2 separate regions of the Rattus norvegicus genome follow, and region 1 is linked to region 2. Evidence: chromatin contacts called from public Hi-C data. All regions are on one chromosome and are shown on one strand. The core of a region is the stretch at or near the end of the contact, and the rest is flanking DNA. Distances in the headings are between cores, read along the strand shown. Region 1 overlaps Blk (BLK proto-oncogene, Src family tyrosine kinase). Region 2 holds the start of Neil2 (nei-like DNA glycosylase 2).

Evidence for each region. Hi-C and Micro-C count contacts between places; a contact is called where the count stands out from the background.
Region 1: a Hi-C map of kidney shows a contact between it and region 2, with 4 times the contacts expected there. The contact joins the enhancer-like site here to the promoter of Neil2 in region 2. A contact is called at or near these places in 12 of 12 Hi-C or Micro-C datasets (the A7r5 cell line, the Rat2 cell line, Schwann cells and 7 more) and 1 of 1 datasets of contacts at active chromatin or transcription factors (oligodendrocytes).

The regions. Positions count from the first base shown.
Region 1 is chr15:41,802,145-41,808,335 of GRCr8, forward strand. Blk (BLK proto-oncogene, Src family tyrosine kinase) reads right to left here. Exons shown (of 13, transcript NM_001025751.1): 11 at 3,742-3,892; 12 at 2,005-2,136; 13 at 824-1,467. The coding sequence ends at 1,262. Among named protein-coding and RNA genes, the nearest start is that of Blk, 36 kb to the right of the region's middle. Within about 2 kb of position 1,252, at least 1 of the 93 cell types and tissues checked has an H3K27ac peak or open chromatin away from gene starts, as enhancers often do. A contact at or near this core is called in kidney, where this site is marked.
Region 2 is chr15:41,625,544-41,632,663 of GRCr8, forward strand. Neil2 (nei-like DNA glycosylase 2) reads right to left here and starts at 5,291. Exons shown (of 5, transcript NM_001107270.1): 1 at 5,262-5,291; 2 at 3,496-3,649; 3 at 855-1,198. The coding sequence starts at 3,633.

The DNA of each region.
Region 1 (6,191 bases), core at 2-2,501, 170 kb after region 2:
AACATAAGCGTGGGTGCCTGTAATCTCAGGGTCAGGGGAGATACTGGGGGATTCCGAGGCCAGGAAGGCTATTCTGTATAATTTGGGCAACTGTGCTTTGGTAGAGTGTGAACCCAAGTGTGAAGTGTGTTGATCCCAGCCCCTCTCAGGGAGCAAGTGGGCTCACTATTGCAAGGTGTTGGCATCTAAAAGGGTTGAGGATTTATGGAGACTGGACCCTTTCCACTTACTTTTCTATAAACTTAACCCTCCCCCCCCCAGCCTATATAAACAAAACAGGATGAATCAGAGACAGAAAAACAGGCGAGAGAAGCACCACACTTGAGGAGATGACCACCTCATCTCATTGCTTTCTGTCCATGTTCTAGGGAAACTCAAGGAGCTTGCTTCCTTGGAGGCCCAGACACGGGGTTTGTGGGGTGAGATCGCCACCTGCTGGCCAGGAAAGACAATGTCAGTCACGCCAGCGTCCTTTGCTGGGGGTAGGGGGTAAGGTAATCCCCCACCACCTTGTGTGCCACATCTGATCAGCCGCCGGTAAAGACCTGGGAAACAGTAAAACTCTCATGACTTTATTATAGAAAAGTCCCAAAGTGTGCGGGCGTGGGGGTGGGGGTGTCATACAGCCAGGGCTACCTGGAGCAGCAGACAGGGAGGCACCTGCTGTCGAGTCTTTCAAGGTGAGAGAAATGGGAACTCTCTGATCGATCGCCAGCCACTAGCTGCCTTCTGGGTTATGAGGGCTTCATACACTGTCCTTTGCTAACCTGCCAGACCCGCTCTCGGAATCATCCTGGGTCTGAACGCAACTGGAGGTAAGTTCTTTTTTTTTTTTTTTTTTTTTTTTTTCCCCGAAGCTGGGGACCGAACCCAGGGCCTTGCGCTTGCTAGGCAAGCGCTCTACCACTGAGCTAAATCCCCAACCCCCGGAGGTAAGTTCTAACCCAATCCTTCTTTGTGTTACATTCAAGGAATGGAGGGCACAGAGCAGCTAAGTAACTTGCCCAAAGGCACACAGCCAGGGAAGGGTGGGCCAAGGCAAGAGTGGACCAAGGTTGTACCTTGAGAGTCCATGCCCCACCACGAAGCCACCCTTGTCTCCTGGCTCCCTCATTTGAGAAGCAGGCCCGCCATTCCACCCCGACTCTGCAGCCTACCTAGTCTGAAAGAAGAGCTAGTTAAATGGGAACATATTAACTCAAAGTCAAGAGTCCAGCAGGAAGGAGACTCAGGCAGGGAACACTGAAGAGCCTATTTGCTGCTAAGGCTGCAGCTCATATTGGCCCTCCGTGGCTGTGTAGAAGTCCTCCAGCACTGACTGCAGGAACTCAAAGGTAGGCCGCTCCTCAGGTCGGCCTCGCCAGCACTCAGTGATGACGTCATGGTACAACTCAGGCGGACATGTCTCTGGGCATGGCATTCGGTAGCCATGCTCCAGGCTACGGATGACCTCAGGGTTGCTCATTCCTGCAGGAGAGTGGACAGGGAGCTTCAGGGCAGGTGGTGCTCCAGGAGAGCAGTCACTGGCCCTGGGGATGGGGGTGGGACGGCAGTAAACCAGCACTAGAAGGGAGAGAGCAGGCTCTGACACGCTATGGCCAGCGTAACCCTGGCAGGTCACATAGGTGTCCGTAGCGGAGTACCACTTTGGTTTTTCAGACAGGGTTCTTCTTGTATAGGCCAGACTGGCCTTGAACTCAAGATCTATCTGTCTCAGCCTCCCAAGTGCTAGAATCACAAGCTTGAGCTATGATGCCTGGCTCTGATGCCATCTAATTCCATTCTAATCTCCCCTTCCCATCGCACTCCTTTCCCCTCCCTACTCCTACCCTCCCCCTCCCTCTGCCCTCTCTTGCATGTGTGCACGAGTGTGCAGGTCTGGGCTTCAGTCTCTGTGACAGAACTCTGCTCTCACCAGTATGACATACCCATAGACAGTGAACCTGGGGAGTCACCATCAGGATGTCCCAGGGGGACAGTGAGGAGCACAGGAATTGTGCCTACCTGGGTAGGGAACACGCCCATATGTGACAATCTCCATCAGCAAGACTCCAAAGGACCACACATCAGCCTTGATGGTAAACACCCCGAAGTGGATGGCTTCTGGGGCAGTCCACTTGATGGGGAACTTGGCCCCTGCCAGGAAAACGCAGCAGCTCCAGGGACTGCCAACCTTCTACCCCCCACCCCATCCCAACCCACAGCAGCCCCAACCCCTCTCTGCCTGCTCCCACTGGGGGGTCTTGCAGGATGTATAGACTGCACACACAAGGATATAGGAAGACACAGTCACTTGCTGCTATCCTAGGAGTCCTTAAAAACAGTGTCAATGTCACTGGGTGGTGATGGTGCACACTTTAATCCCAGCACTCAGGAGGCAGAGGCAGTTGGATCTCTGAGTTCGAGTCCCCCCCTGGTCTACAAAGCGAGTTCAAGGAAAGCAAAGGCTACATAGAGAAACCTGTGTTTAAAAACCAACGAAACAAAACAGAAAAAGCAAAAACCAAACCAACAACAAAGCCAAGGTCACCCATGCATGCATCCATTTGGCTTATTGCTTTGTTTGCTTTTGACGTTTTGGAGCCAGGGTCTTGTGTATCCCAGACTGGCCTCAGACTCGATAGTAGCCAGGGGTAACCTTGAACTCCTAAACCTCCTGCCACCACCTTCCAGAGTGCTGGGTCACAGCCATGCACCAACATTTATACTCTGCTGGATAGGAAACCCTGGGCTTTGTGACAGGGAGGGACTGAGCCATGTCCCCAGCCCCATGCATGTCTGTCTGAGGTGGAAGCATCCTTTCCTATCTCACTCAGCCTTGTCCAGCAGCAGGGACCATGGTGGGTGAGCCGTTTTTAACTGCTCTATGCATCACTCTGTGCTTTCCTGCAAAAGGCAAACCTGACACTCAGACACCTCAGAGGGCCACTGTGTGGAAGGATACCAAGGCCCACTGTCAGTCATATCACTATGGTTGCAGCCTTAGTAGGCACTGAGAGCCAACCTCAGACTGAAGTGGCACTGGCCACCTCCCCCAGATGGTTTCACTGTCCCAGGCACCAGCCGAAAGTCCCCTGAGGAGAGGTATCAGTCCCCAAGTTGTGGCTTTCCTCCTGATTCCACTGATTAATGCATTTAACTGCTTGCTTGATCAATGCACCAGATCACCCTGCAAAGTCAGTTTTCCTCACTTGAAGTAACACAGTAGAACCCTCCATGGCAACCCTTCAGGAGCAAAGGTTGGGTGCTCACGCTTTAGTCAGAGCCACGTTTTCCAAAGTGTGCTCCCTGGCACCCTCCTTCCACAGGGGTTGATGGGAACTGGGTGGGAGAGAATACTTTCTCAACCTTGTCTGGGGGTCAGCGGGTGAGACAAGGGGAAGGAAGTGCAGGACTTCTCCATCCCATTGCTAGATTCATGTGCACTGGAGTCTCTAGGATGGGAAGGAGGCAGCTGGGCTCCCCAGGGGCTCGAGGTGCTCCTGTGCCACCCTACCCGCCATCTAGGGAAAGGAGGTGCTGAGCTGTCTGGGAAAGGATGAAACACAAGGTCCATTGGTCTCCCTAGTCATCTCCAACAGCAAGGAGACATCCAAGGGGGCTCCAGGGAGTTGAGAAGTTCCTGGAGTTGAGTGTGTGTGTGTGTGTGTGTGTGTGTGTGTGTGTGTGTGTGTGTGTGTGCGCGCGCGTGTGTGTGCGCATGCGTGAGCGCAAGCCCACATGCGTGCACACTCTGCTCACCCTCTTGGGCAGTATATTCACTGTCGATGATCCTGGCCAAGCCGAAGTCAGCGATTTTGCAGCACAAGGTCTCAGACACCAGGATGTTGGCTGCCCGCAGGTCACGGTGGATGGAATTCATGCGCTCTATGTAAGCCATCCCTTCTGCAACCTGAGGGGACAGGCCACACGGTGAAGGGCAGCAAGGATGGAGCCTACCAGCCCTTAAGTAAGGCCAGCCTCACATCCCCTGCCAGGTGGGAAGGAAGAGGGCTGAGTGGGGCATGGTGAGGTGGGGGAGAAGGCACCCACCCCTTCCCGTGAGACCCAGACTCAGGCCAGCAGAGAAGCTGTCATCAAACAGCTAGGCTGACATCTCCACCCCTGTCCTCCCTTTTCAGACAATTGCCTCCAAGGTCTGTGGGCTAGGCATAGCAAAGAAGGCTGGGGCTGTGGAAAGCCTCCATGAGACAGGGAGAAGAAATAACGAACAGGGTGTAGGGCATAGCACCATAGCATAGAAGGGCAGGGCTACTCCCTCAGTGGACAGTTCTCTCAGAGGAGTCAGTCACACCTTGGAATCACTAATGTACAATGGGCTGGGTCACTTCCCTGAGAGGTCCTAGTTATGACCTGGAACATGAGAAGTCATCTCTAGGGCACAGAGTTAGGGCCAATATTGAATAAGCTAACTATGGCTGAGACCCTGACCCTGCACCTGCCCCAGGTGGGCAAGAATGAACCTGGAGGAGAGACTGTCACTAAAGAGGAGCTTTGTCTGTTCCAAGCACCTGTACCAGGCCATTAAGTCTGTAGTCACTCACTGATGGATGGAAAGGGTGACTTCAGCTCTCACCTGCTCCTGCAGGATGTCAGCTCCTGAATGGATCCTACTTGCCCAGAGACTTAGGTACATATGCTCTCAACTCCTCTCCTATCGAGCCACATGCCAGCCCCTGGTCCCACATCTGTTTCCACAGTCCTTGCTTTATGCATGAGTCTCCTCATTTGCTCCCTTGTGAAACCACTCAGTCAATATGCATTTGCTAGTGCGAGACCATGAGGGCTGGAGAGTTGGAAAGCCAGAGAGTAAACAGCTTCTGTCTAGGCAGCCCTGGCGATGCTCACCATGTTAGCTAACACTGATCGGCTTTAGAAAGAAAACAAACCCTACACAAACATAGAAGACAGAGGTGAATCTGTGTCTGTGGAAAAGATGTTACAGAGGAAAGGGGATCCCGGCTCTATATAGTTCTTCTCCCTGGTGCTTTGTACCCAAGGGCACTAATGAGGCTTGTTCATCCATCGATGAGCAGCAAACCACTCAAGATCAGAGTCAATAACACCCACTTGTCCAGAAAAGCCTTGGCAGACATGCCCTCTGACAAGGGCCAGTCCTGAGCACTGGCTGGAAATCTGCAGATAGGAAGAGTCCAAAGCAGTCTGCACAGAAGTTACGGCAGGGCACTGAACAGAAGCAACATTCTTGTGGCTGCAGAGGACACATGGAGAGGGTCCAGTTTTCCCTTGGGGTGAGTCTTTGTGCAGCGGGATTAAAAGAGAAAGGGCAAGGAGAGAGAAGAAAAAGGAATGGCGGACAGGCTTCTGCCCATCCAGTGCCTGCCTCAAAGCCAGTCGCCAGGGTTAAGTTTCTGCATCCATCCTAACAGCTGCACTGATAGATCTCTGCCACCTCAGTGGAAAAAAGACACCGTGACCTCAGTTCCTGAGCTGATAGCAGCTGCAGATAGTATGGGAAGGGGTCGGAAGTTAAAGCGGGCAAGTGGGTTAGAGTGTGGGCGAGAAGGCTCCCCTTTATGGCTCTCTGTGTGTTGACTGTGTCTCACAGGCTGGCCACAGACCACAGCTTTCTTGCTGAGAGTTCCAGTTTCAACAGTCACACTCAGAGCAACCAGATGTGTCTTCCTGCCAGTTAGAACCCTCAGCAGAAATCCCCCAGGGAGAAAGATCTGCCCCATTTTGATTCTGAGCATTCCCAGCAGAGACTGGAGAGGGCCATACATGGATAACTCAAAGGGAACCAAAGGCCGATCAGTTCAGGACAGCTGAGACCTGGTTCTTAAAATTCCTGACGGTAGGTGTGTGTGTGTGTGTGTGTGTGTGTGTGTGTGTGTGTGTAGGGGGTGTCCCTAGAAAGTTTTGTACCTTGTACTCAGTGTGGCTCATGCTTCAGCAGGCTGAGGCCAGTTCCAGGGCTGTACCAAGATTTAGGGGTCTTGGAACAGAACGGGCAATTGGAGAAGGAAATCAGAGCAAAGCATGCCTGCCTACCCGCTAAACAAAACTCTTGTCTATTCTCCAGCTTTCCAACATCCACTGCCATCTCTACCTTCCTAACAGAACTACCCATGGCTGCCCAGAAATGGAACTACATTTCCCAAACTCCTTTGCAGCCAAGTGGGTCACTGAGGCAAGTGGAGTAGGGAGGGCATGTAAAAGCAAATGTAAGG
Region 2 (7,120 bases), core at 4,041-6,540:
CAGTAACTACACAAAACTTAAAAACTCCAAGTGCCAAGATGTTTTACAAACACATTCAAGGGATGAACACTGGCCTGGAAACAATCCCGACAACACATATTATCAAACTTAATATCCCGAAGCTTAAAACATTGCAGCATGAGGCTGTTCAGACATTGTAAGCTTGCCATGAAACCTTAACCTGAGTTTGACCTCCACAATCCACAGTTAGAACCAACTCCCGAAAGTTGTCCTCCGAGCTCCCCGTACACACTGAGGTGCACACACTTGTGGGGTGGTAACAGCATAGAACATGTTCATAGCTGGATGTATGCAAACAGCCCAATGCCAGCCCCTGGGCAAAGCCAGCCATGAGAATGTTCATTCCCGGTGACTCCCTGGGACACCAGAGTGACCCTGACCAGAGTCTACGTGGGTTAGTATTTAACTAAAGCTTGATTCAAATTTGAAAAAGAAAATTGTTTTCTTCCAGGGGCAATTGGGGAGCAATACTACACATCTGCAGAGCTTTTTCAACATTTTTTTCCTCAATGTTCACAAATTAAATAACTGGGAAAACTATAACCCTACCTTCAGAGCACGAGAGTCTAGACATACGCTTTTCTTCTGAGGCAGTTCATCCTCAAGTAGCACACTGGCTGGAAACCCCATTCTGGTCCCCACTCTGGGACCTAAGCAGGTACAACCATCTGGGTCCAGACCACAGTTCAGTTCTTATGGGTGAATGTACACCCTATTTCCCTAACAAGACCTGGGCATCCCCAAGTGTGTCCCCTCAGCCATGCCTTGTCACAGAGGGGAACACATAAATATGGCAGACCCCACTAGGACCCCTGCACATGTCACACCATTACCTGGGCACTGGGTCTATCCAGTCACCTCTTTTGTTAGCTTTCTTTGCTCTGGAGAAGTCATTCACCCAGATACTGCCAAACAAACCGAACCTGACCTCCAGCCACCTCTGGGCCTCTGCTAAAGGCTTCTTTCCCCTGAGATCGTAAGGGCCATCAGATGTACTGGGACCAGGCTCTCCAGACCCACAGGGGCCTACAGAAGTTTCCTGAGCACTGGGACCCAAGGCTGGCTCTGGGTTCCCAGCTTCTTTCTGCCACATTCCTTGTACAGGCTGTGGGCTGCGGCTGAGGGGCTCCATCTCCTCATCTGGATCAAACTGGAGGAATAATTTTTTCCCATGCACCTGGAAAAAAAAAAAAACAACCAAACAGAACATGTATTGACCCTTAGAGACCCTCACATGGGTCACAGCTTCACAAACAGTCTGGTTCCTTCTCTCCCTTCTGTGTCCTTTTCCCTTTTGTCCCAGCGGTGTGAGCAGCAGGTACATGGCTTTGCAAATGCCAGAAAGCAGCTGCAGGAGTTGGATTAGGGATGAGAGAGGTCTGTGCCAGACAGCAAGGCCACCCAGAACAACCCAGATGCTCCCACAGACTTCAGGAGCCCACTCAAAGATTATACAAAGGGTCATCCTTTTAGTTACTTCATGACACGTTTCTCTAGGCCCACGCATTCAGCTGTTCCCAAATCTATCCAGTGACGTCTAAGTGCCAGCTCTGTGACAGCTATCAAAATAAGTGCTGGAACATCAAAACTGTGGGACTCAAACCATGCAGGACACTCTTTCCTAAGAAGCCACCGGTCTGAGGTTTGAAAAACTTAGACTCCTAAACTTAGACAATTCAGGGCTCAGTTCCCCAAAAGTATAGGTGACAGGTTATAAGCCATCTTCCACTCAAAGAATGGTTCTGTAGCCAATGAGGGTATGTGTGCATGTGTGCACGTGTACAGTGAAAGTAGAGAACTAGCGATTATCAGGTATAACATATTTAGTGTCAGGTGTAAAGTCTATTCCTACAAGAGTCTTATCAAGTAAGTGTGCCTTAGTCCTTGCTCTGTCGCTGTGAAGGACCAAGGCAACTCTTAGAAAAAAAGTATTTAACTGGGAACTTGCTTACAGTTTCAGAGGTTTAGTCCATTATCATCATGGCAAGAAGCAAACAGGCATGGTGCTAGGACAGCCTCGGATAGCTGTTGCAGGATATTTGATCACACTGTGGCCCTGAGATGGTTTTATTTACTGAAAATATTTCTAGTTGTGGTGTGGCTCAACCCTTAGCACACACCTTGAAGCCCTCTGGATGGAGTACAGACACACCCTTAGTACATCTTTAATTCCAAGCAAAAGTAAAGTTAGTTTGTAGAAGGAAGCACACATTTGGAAGTGACATCTAATTGAGTGACAGACTCAATTGATGAATCAGAGAAAGAACTGACATGATAGGATATCCTCAACTCTCACAAGAAAGGAGAGGAAAGGGAAGCTATTTAAGAGAGCACAGAGAGGGGGCTGGAGAGATGGCTCAGTGGTTAAGAGCACTGACTGCTCTTCCAGAGGTCCTGAGTTCAATTCCCAGCAACCACATGCCAGCAACCACATGGTGGCTCATGACCATCTGTAATGAGATCTGATGCTCTCTTCTGGTGTGTCTGAAGACAGTTACAGTGTACTCACATACATAAAATAAAAATCTTAAAAAAAAAAAAAGAGAGCAGAGAGAGAGAGAAGAAAAGTAAAGGGGGCTCTTTTACTAGGACAACTGGATGGAGACAGGATGCAGAGAGAGAACAAGCTAGACATAGACAAAGACAGAAAGAACCATAGAGTGAGAAGGAGCCAGAAGCCCAGAAGACGTGGATAGATTGCCAAAGTTAGTATGAAGCCGAGAGAAGCTAGATTAAATCAGTCAGCTTGGAGAGGAGTTTAAGCCAGAACAGTTGAGTTGAATCAGCCAGCCAGAGATCAGAAAGAACTAGGAAGGGTGAGCTTATTCGGCAGCAAGTCTCAGAGGCTGAAAACATTCTAGGCCTAGATAAGATTGTATGCAGGGTAGAAGCTTCCAGGGCTAGGACTGAGGCAGTAAGCCTCGAGACAACAATTACTTCAGGCAAATATGTTACTTTTACAGACAGCTTTACATCCTGATTCATAGGCAGCAGACAGAGGGGCTGGAGGGTGGGGAAACTCAGCCTGGCCTGAGCTTTTAAAACCTCAAAACCCACTCTCAGTGGCTCAATCGGACCACATCTTCCCCAACAAGGTTGCGTGCACTGCCTAATCCTTCCCAACAGTTCTACTCTCTCAGATGACCAAGCACTCAAATATATGAGCCTTTGGGCTCTCAATCGAACCACCACAGAGTATTTTACTACACCCATCTACAGTTGACGATATTAGAGCTAAGAAAATGAGAACTTGCTTCAGATCACACAGCTAAGCAGCAGCAGCAGAGACCACATGTCACTGTACAAAACTCACCCCACACCTCCTTCATGCAGTAGTACCAGGAAAATGTTAGTGGTCCTCCAAAAAAAACAGACAGGAGCTGATCTGATGCAACTCACAGCAGGGTCTTTATTTTCCAGGGGAGGTGGGGTGAACCAGCACACCTGTGTGAGATCCAGGGAAGCAAAACTCACCTGAGCATCCTGGAGCCACAAAGACTGAAAGGTGGCAGGGTGTAGCTTCTTACTGCTGCCGCCTGTCTTGACCACCTTCTGGCCCACAAAGGGGGAGACGAGATGGTGAAACTTCCTCACAGACGGCCCTTCTGGCATCTCTACCGACAGAGAGCTGCAAAGGAGACCTCTGACTTAGCCTGGCCCTCTCTTAGCCCGGCATGTCTAATCACCGGTGTGGCACCCCAAGGAGCGAGTTTGGGCCACTCACTTTAAGAGTAATAGATGCCAAAAGGACAGCTGAACTGAGGTGGGAGAACCAGAGAAGTCTGAGCTGGAACAGGGTTAGGGCCAACTTCTCAGCAATGGTTTCTCTTCCTGGGCCCTTAGTCTTATACACACAGCCAATACTAATCACTATAGTGTGCTAAGTGTCATGTAGTGTACTGTCTACTTTGATGATGCTGCCACCTCACTGGTCAGCCACTCCTTGTTTGGTTGGTTCTTAAAACAGAGTCTTGCTATGTAGCTCTACGTGAGCTGGAACTATGTAGTCCTAGCTGTCCTCAAACTGTCATTCCAACCCTCTTCTGACTGATCCATACTTGGATCTGGCTCTCTCGGGACCACTTCAGGTGAAAGAGATTTGCACAAGTTATGTGCTGGCTGACAAGCATGACAAGCAGACACCAGCCAGTCAGGGCAGCCGCCAACCAGCTTAACTCCAGATAATATGCCTGGTCACTGAAAAGCCACAGTAAAGGCAAGGCAGGTCTACACACCACCCCTCCCCTTCCTGTCCCCAACCATCCAAAGTCACCGAGAGCCATCAGGATGAGATAGCCTGGGTAGCCTACACCCAGACTTTATTGAACAGGAGTCATTTCCCCCACCCCCCACTCAAAGCTCTGCCTAACCTTACCTGCCACTCACCAGCACCCGGCTCATAAACTGAGGTGAAAATTAACAAAGGTATACAGCAGGTAGTTATTACTGTAGTGTTTGTAAAAGCCAGGACGGCTATTGTTCAGCCTCACTCTGTAGCCCAGGCTGGTCTTGAACTCTGAACAATCCTCCTGCCCGAGTCTCCCAAGTGTGAGCCACCAAGACATTTAAAATTTATACTTTAAGTGAAGAATTGGGATGCCCCAGACATCCTGTGAATTCTCCTAGCTTCATAAATAACACATTCAATAATGCGATTTTTCTTTGTCTTGAGATAGGTTCACCTTTATTCCAGATGCTAAGCTGGCCTATAGACCACTGTGTATGGATGGTCTCCACCTCCAGAGTACTGTCGTTCCAGCACATCACAACCCCTGGTTTATGCTCAAACCCAAGGCATCTTGCAAGCTAGGCCATCCCTCTACCAACTGTGCTAAAGACTCAATGATGCTTAACTAAACTCATCCCCGCTTGGGTTTCCACTCACACTCTCGGAAATGTGGTAACAGTTCACCTACTCTGACCTTCAGAGAAAACTGCGGGCTGGAAGGCAATTTGCCAGGCACTGGTACCCTAACCACCTCTAAGTTCAAAGTCTTCCTGGCTACCGTCAGAGAAAGTTCTAGGAAAGGCCACCTGTACCATGAAGCGTAATCTTAAATCTCTCCAACAAGCCTTTAATCCCAGCACTCGGGAGGCAGAGGCAGGGGGTCTCTCAGAGAGTTCATGGCCAGCATGGTTACAGAGCCCCGACTACATAAAGGCCCTGTCTCAAAAAGAACAAACAACATCTGTCTGGGTATGGTTTGATGGACAGGAAAGGGATGGGGTGAGATGAGAACCTTGGGTTTCGTCGCTAGGGCGAGGGTGGCCAGGCTGCGCAGAATGTGGTCCCTTTTCTCCAGGAGCCAGGGAGAGAGTCTTAAGCCACTGCTTTTCCTAACTCTTCTGCGTGATCGAAGGGGGAGGGCTCATGAGGGTCACGAGGGCCCCGGGAGTCTGGAGGCAACGTGATCAACAAAAACAAATTTAGAACCAGGCTGCGCATGTCCGGGAGAGACACTGCTTAATTTTTCTGTGAAAACAAGTGTTGACTACGTGCACGTGTGTGGCCTACAAAGGGCAGGGAGGAGGCTGACGTAAGCCCACGGTCCTGGGAAGGTGTACTCTCCCGGAACCGGTCCCAGCAGCCGCAGCAGGATTGCAATCCGCCAGGGCCGGGAGGACGCGTTCAGCAGGATGCACCGTGCCGGCACGATAGCCCAATGACTGGAATCCTAAGGACTCCTCCCGGAAGTGGACTGGAAGCTACTTCCGGGACTCAAGGGCTCCTACCCCGGCTGGTCTTGGAAGCTTTGGTCATCTCCTGGAAGCTCTGGAGATGAGAAGTTCGCTGAGATGCAGTGGCTACATGCTTTTCCTTGGGGGTGCTGGAGGTGGGGTGCACCCTAGAGGGGGAGCTACAGGATTTTTTCTTGGAGGCGCTGGAGGCGGTATTCACCTCGGGATGGATGATGGAGGCGTCTCTACTCAGTCTCCTCCCGCGGGTAGGAGCCGTCTCCTTCCCAGGGTGACCTCTGGAGGCGCAGCTCTCTCTGTCTGTCTGTTTCTCTGTCCCCGCCCCTGGTGACCCCCACCCCCACCCCCCACCGTGGTGCAAGCTCTTCCTCTGGGAAGCAACTGTGGGAGCATCTTCGCCTTCCCTCCGGAGTCACCAGACCTCTGAACTACCCCCGCCCCGCTTCATCCCAAGTCTCCCTTCACCTCCCTCCCAGGCTTGCCAGTAATGGTCTGGGAAAGAGTACCGAGAAAAAGCTAGCGTTCAGAATCCAATGGTCTTGAGTGGCTCCGGCCAAGACAGACATTTCAGTTTCTCCAAACCTTTTGCGAAGGTTTTGTGTGTGTGTGTGTGTGTGTGTGTGTGTGTGTGTGTGTGTGTGTTGTGTTTTGTGTTTTGTGTTTTTAAGACAAAGACTGGCTAGTTCCAAACTACTTTCTTTAGTAATGGAATTTTAAACACATCTAGCACACTTGGCCTGGAACACTTTTTTTTTTCTTTTTTCCGGAGCTGGGGACCTAACCAGCGCTCTACCGCTGAGCTAAATCCCCAACCCCGGCCTGGAACACTTTTAAAGCGTGAGATTTGTTTACTTTTGCCTTATATTATTTTGATAATTTTTGAATTTTTACTATACGCTTTTAAAGAATTGTGTATTGAAGCTTTCACTTGGAAAATTAAAGATGATAGCAGGTAGACTCAGAGACGGGTTGGAGCCAGCACTTTACAGGCTGTCAGGGGACCTTTGGTGAACTCCAAGGAGGCCTTCAGAAGTGGCTACAGTGTCAGTCTCTGGACTTGGCCAGCCCAGGGAGACAGTCCTGCTTCAAGGAGCAGTTCAGCTAGCCTTCTACCCCACATCCCTTCTTGCCTACATCTCTGGCTGTAGGGCAAGAACAGGAAGTAAGGAGAGGCCTCTCACATCTGAGAAGTACAAAGTCCCACTCAAGGCAGAGGTTGAGCTTAAAGGCGCGGCATTCGCAGGGGGCGGGGTCCCTACTTTATATATAAGCGCTGGAGCGTGCTTTCTCACTTAACTGTTTCTGGAGACTCACATCTGCTACAGGGTAGAGTGTGCTCCTGTGCAGCTTACACACACACTCACACACCCCTATTGTAGACTGGCTGTGCTGGGCAGAAGCC